Regions from separate parts of the Ovis aries genome. Here region 2 is linked to region 1. Evidence: chromatin contacts called from public Hi-C data. All regions are on one chromosome and are shown on one strand. The core of a region is the stretch at or near the end of the contact, and the rest is flanking DNA. Distances in the headings are between cores, read along the strand shown. Region 1 holds the start of WNT11 (Wnt family member 11). Region 2 holds the start of EMSY (EMSY transcriptional repressor, BRCA2 interacting).

Region 1 (2,688 bases), core at 73-2,572:
AACCCCTCTGCCTGAGAGGCTGCCCCTCTGAGCCAGAGTCGACGGGCGCACACCAAACACCCGCGCCGGCCCGGGAACCCGCACCCGGCGCTCGCGCTGTGTCCACGCCGCGAAGGTCGCCTCGGGCCCGGCCCGAAGCCAGGGGGTGCGCAGCTTACAGAGCCGACCCAGAGAGCCGGTGACGCCGAGCGACTGCTTCAAGGTTACCTGCAACGCCAAGCAAGGCGAGGCCCTCAACACGGCTTTGACTCTGGCCGCGAGTCTTGCTAGATGTGCCTGCTGGGCTGCGGACGATGCGCCGGGTGACCCGCGAAACGGGTTAGTTTGGAATTGGGAAGGGTGGGGTGGGGGAACTCGGGGTTCCTCCCACTACCCCCTCTAAGCCAGACCTCGAGCGCCTAAGGACCGTGAGGGTCTTGGAGGTACCTAAGCTCGGGGAGGTGGGAGGTGTGGGGCCCGTGCGCGAGCTCAGCCAGATGTTCCCGGCTGTTCCAGAGGTGCCTCGGGGCCGGGACTGGACTTTCTTCCTCCCTATCTCCCCTAGCCTGGAGCTCAGGTCTGTAAACAAACTCTCGATTCTCCCCCTTCCCCCCACCCCCACCCTGCCGCTTCTGGAAGCAGGTCTCAAAGCGAGCCGTCCGCCCCCGCCCCCAATTTAGTAGGAGCTGCAGTCGTTCTCTGCCTTTTGCCACCTTCTCCCGCCCCACCACACACACCCTCTGCCGCTGGATCCAAGTCCCCCACCCCCGGGATGGCTCGGGCATGACCTCATCCGTGGGCTGACTCGGAGGGAGAGGGTCGAATGGGGCGGGGGGGAGAAGCGGGACTGGAAGGCTCGAGGCAGGCCGCGGGGTCTGTACAGCCTACCTCTACCTCTCATCCGCTTAGAGCCCGCGCCCCGAGGCCCCAGCGGTTGCTCTCAGCGAAGGGACTGCCTGGGAGAGCCACGGAACAGACTTACGGAGGAGGACTGGCTTTGCTTGCCCGGGAGCGGATGCCCAACGGGGTCCCCCACACCCGCCCCCGGTCTGGCAGGTCCCCGCTGAGAGCCCACCCTCTGCCTGCGGCCACGGCTCACCTCCTGGGGCGCTCGCCTGGCCGGGCGGGCCGGGGAGCGGCGAGCGCGGCCCCTGGAGGACCCGAGCGCTCTCCCGGCTGGGCAGGCGGCGGGGGCGTCCTCTTCGCGAGCTGCCTGGAAAGGACGCCCGGGATCCTGGCGAGCCGCGGCCGGCTGGGGTCCCTCGGGGACTGGAGGGCGCTCGGCTCCCCAGGCCTGCGCTCGCTGACTCGACCGAGTTCTGCTCCTCACCCGGCACGGTCTCCAGGCGCGGGCAGCCCGAACTGCTTTATAAGGAGCCGGCAGCTGCTTTGATCCGCCCACGTCAGCGCGCAGAAACCCCATCGGGTGGCTCGGGCCGCGAGCGCGGGGGGCGGGGGCGGGGTCCCCGCGGATGCCACGGACCCGCGGCGCCAGCGGCACGAGAGGACGTCGCACCCTGTGAGCTACAAAGAGACTTACTAATTATAACTCTAACTGGTGGTGTGTACTGAGCGTGCGGGCTGTGAGCCTACTGCGTGCCCGGGGCGCTTGGGGCCCAGGTATGGCTGATTTCTAAACCTGACAGCAAGCCCCGTTTGGATCCTCCACCCTGTCTGGTTGGGCAGAAGAGGAAGCCACGGTTCAGAGGGAAGTCAGACTTAGGTCTGAGTGCGGAGCCCGGGTGTCAGTAGGAGTTGATGTTGAAGCTCCATTACTATAAGCGTCGTGGGTCAAGAGAGCTGCCGTGGCAGCCCAGGACCAGCTTCTCCAGCTCACCTCTCCAGACCTCCTCTGCTCCAGTTCTGGAAACTCTCAGCAAAGAAAAGAGGTGCGAGGACTGTGTGCTGCATGCGAGGCGGCTGTAAACCTTAGGCAACAAGAAGGCAGATGTCCCATCTATGGGATGAGTGTTGGGGAGTCTGCCTGGTCCCGGGGAGACCACCAGCCAAGGACTGGGTTTCAGAAGCTAAAGCAGACTATGGTGCTTCTTGTGCACTATAGACCTAGCCTGGGGCTGGGGCTATGTTTCAGGGGCAACTTCCCTGGGACTGGTTGAGTACCCACACCTTCCACCCCCACCTTGGCCCTTCCTGGCTGATACTACTCCACTCCCATTTCTAACTGCTGGGTCAGGTGCTTTGGATTTCTTGACTTCTGTCTCCCCCCATCCCTTCCACCCCAGGAGCCTCAAGTCCAAGGATAACCTAGTTCATTAGCAGGAGAAACAGATTTGGTGAAAAAAGACTTCTTTCAGGTCCCCAAAACACCTGGTTACTCTTTCCCCTGTTCTTTGCAGCCACCTGTGAAGTGGCTCCCATAGGCTGTCCTAACCTGGCTACAGGTCCCTGCATATACAACACATTCATCTGAGCCCACAGAACCCCCCACATGTTCTCAGCCATGAAAGTATCTCTGCATGTAAGCAGGCAGTCTCCCTTGCACACAGGGCTAGACTTAACCTCCAAATGGTCACAAACACCCTCAGGAGATAGTTGGACAAACCACATGCCCCCACACACTCAGCAGCACATGTAAGTTAAATGGCCATACACGTCTTCAAGATGAGGCTGAACATGCAGACTGTCCGCATCCAGTTTATGCACAAGCACACGTTTCCATGCACACAGTGAGGACACACACAGCTGCCA
Region 2 (2,688 bases), core at 57-2,556, 220 kb after region 1:
CATCTTTCCAAGAGTTAAGAAATTGGTCAGAAAACAGGTGATACTTTAATTTAGCAGGAAACAGATGGAAGAGAATGCACTGGAAGATTAAGGATGGTGTGGTGGGAGACTTATTTGTCCCACTTCTTGACTTTCTCAAGGGACAGACTTGGGTTCCAACACTATAAAATTTTCCTGGGCCTCAGAGAGGATTCTTAGCTACTGGGCAAATAGTACACACGTGTTGTTATTTATTTTTTTCTACCTAAGCTACAATGGAGATCCAAGAACTTTTCTGTACGTTGTGTATCACATCCCAATAGGGTAAAATAAACCTAACATTTATAAGAAACTTTGTTAATATCATAAAGCAGATTAAAAACTCTTCCATTTGAACATTTTTACCAGAGCAGTCGTTTCCCAAAGAAAAAAATTTGAAAGGGAGGGAAATCACAAAATTTGATTAGATCTTCAACAACAGCAGGTACTGGCTTCGATCTTACGGCCGCAATTAACTATATATTGGGCCCTTTTTCTCATCCATTAAATAGGGGCAACAATACCCTCTTTACACAATTGTTCTATGATTAAGAACAAAGGCTAAAGGGTGAACCTACCAAGTCGCTGGGCCTCAAATAAATCCCTTCTCCTTCTTGCCTTTGACAGAAATGGCACTACCATTCCCATTTCACAGGTGGAGAAACCCGAAGTCTAGAACGTTCGGGTCCCCCTTCTCTACTTGCAACTCCGCAACCCCAAGTTCGGGTACGCCCAACTGCGGTTTCCAGTGTCAGGTCTGGCAGCGCGGATGCTCTCTCCTCGAGCTGCGTCTGGCGGGGCTGGAGGCCGTGATAATTGCTCCCAATACTCTTAAGGAATCCGAGCCTAATCAACGGCGCTTCAGGGATCAGCAAACTTTCCAACCTTTCCTAACCCCGCCTAGAATAAAGGTCGCAGGGAACCCTCTGCTCCAGCTACCGACGCCATCTTGGTCGCTACGTGTGACGCCACACGTAGCTGAACACGTAGCGGAGAGCCAGCCCATTGGCTGAGAGACCCGAGGAGAGGCGCGCGAAGCCGGGAGAGGAGGGTATGGAAGAAACTACAATCCCAGCCTTCTTTGCGCGTGCCCACCGAGAGCGAAAGAGGAGGGAGTTTGAGTTCAGACCACAATTCCCAGCAATCCTCGCGATGTCTCTCCTTTGCTTCCAAAACGTGGAGGAAAAGAGGGACAGAAGAATGGAGATCTTCTGGTGTCCGTTCTTCGAAAGGCGGGAAAGGCGAACTACACCTCCCGACTTGCAACGCGCGGCTGCGCCTGCGCCCTGATACCTGTCGCCATCTTGCCCGTTCAGAGGCACCGCAAACAAACCCAATTCCTGGTGTCCCCTAGTCTTGGCGGAGGAGCCTTTTAGATGAGCTCAGAAAGGCCGGGCAGGTGGGTGACTCTCAGACAGAGTGCTGGGAAGAGCTGGCAGGATAGCCAGTATGAAGGACCGCCGGGCCAAGCATTTGGAGCCTGGCTTGGGGCGCCCAGCCCCATCCTCCGTTGTCTCCTAACGGGATCGTGGGGCTCCCCTAGGTGGGCTTAGGGGAACTGGCAGGCCTGGTGCTGGAATTGCGGGGGTCCAGCTCCTGGGGGCCTGCCGGTGAGTCTTGGTCGTCTACCTGGGTGTCCGAGCGTCTACTCTTTCTCTCCGTTGTCCTCTCCGCTAAGGAGGGAGCGAGGCGCTGATGCCTACCAGAGCCCTTCACTCCGGCTACTGGTCCTTACAGAGCTTGGGTCGCGGGCTTGACATTGGGGTGGGTGCTGAGCGGCACGGGTGAGGAGGGTGGGCGGGCTACTCTTGTTGTGGTGTTGCGAGAGAGTGCGTGTTTGGGGAGGGGGCGGGGCAGGCTAGCCTCCTTGACACTTGAGTGGGGGGAGGATTAGACAGGATTCAGTTTTCCGGAGCGGGCTCCGGCAACCTCTGCGCAGGTTTCCAGTGCGATGCGGCCCCGCAGTAAGGTCCTCTGGCGGGGACGCATCGGGATGCCGTGACGTGGTGCTTGATTCCGGCGGTCGCCGGCCACCTCCAAGATCCTGTCGGGAGGCGGGGACTGGCTTGTGGAGGGAGCGGATTCCTTTGGCTCTGCCCCTTCTTCCTCTTCCCCACCCCTTTTCTTTATGTCATTCTGCCGACTGGGGCGCGCAGTCCAGTTCTCCTTGCTCTGGGTTGGTTCTTAGCTGAGAGGACTATGGGAAGTAGGGGGAGGGGGTTCAACTCCAGGCGTGGAGCTGGAGTTAGCAGCCCTAGCTCTTGGAAAAGAGATGGTAGTTATTACGGATCGATGCCTGACTCCTAGTCTAGACACTGAGCTCGCTCATTCTTACATTCACTCATTCATTCATTCGTGTTACTCTTCTCAATCATTTATTTAACAGATATTTACAGCGGATCTGCTGTGGGCTAAGCAGGTATTGTGCAAGGGCCCAGGGCCGTTGTCTTTTTCTAGACCAGGGGATTACCAGTCCAAAGTTTCTGACATCTAAACTTTTGGGAAACGCTTTTGTAAAGACTTCGGGGTGTAAATTCATCTTTCATTGTTAAGACGAGGAGACAGTTCCATTTACCCACTTAGCATCTTAGGACCTTTACATACTGTATCTCATGTAATTCATAGTGAGAAACCTGGCAGAAGTCAAATGAATTAATTGCCCAAGATTAC

Evidence for each region. Hi-C and Micro-C count contacts between places; a contact is called where the count stands out from the background.
Region 2: a Hi-C map of muscle shows a contact between it and region 1, with 2.9 times the contacts expected there. The contact joins the promoter of EMSY here to the promoter of WNT11 in region 1. A contact is called at or near these places in 3 of 16 Hi-C or Micro-C datasets (blood, hypothalamus and muscle).

What each region holds. Positions count from the first base shown.
Region 1 is chr15:54,401,788-54,404,475 of ARS-UI_Ramb_v3.0, forward strand. WNT11 (Wnt family member 11) reads right to left here and starts at 1,323. Exons shown (of 6, transcript XM_060399452.1): 1 at 1,079-1,323. LOC121816704 (a long non-coding RNA gene) reads left to right here. Exons shown (of 4, transcript XR_006056384.2): 1 at 1-318; 2 at 496-556; 3 at 889-2,688.
Region 2 is chr15:54,620,612-54,623,299 of ARS-UI_Ramb_v3.0, forward strand. EMSY (EMSY transcriptional repressor, BRCA2 interacting) reads left to right here and starts at 1,307. Exons shown (of 19, transcript XM_060399493.1): 1 at 1,307-1,417. LOC132657828 (a long non-coding RNA gene) reads right to left here and starts at 982. Exons shown (of 2, transcript XR_009596538.1): 1 at 597-982.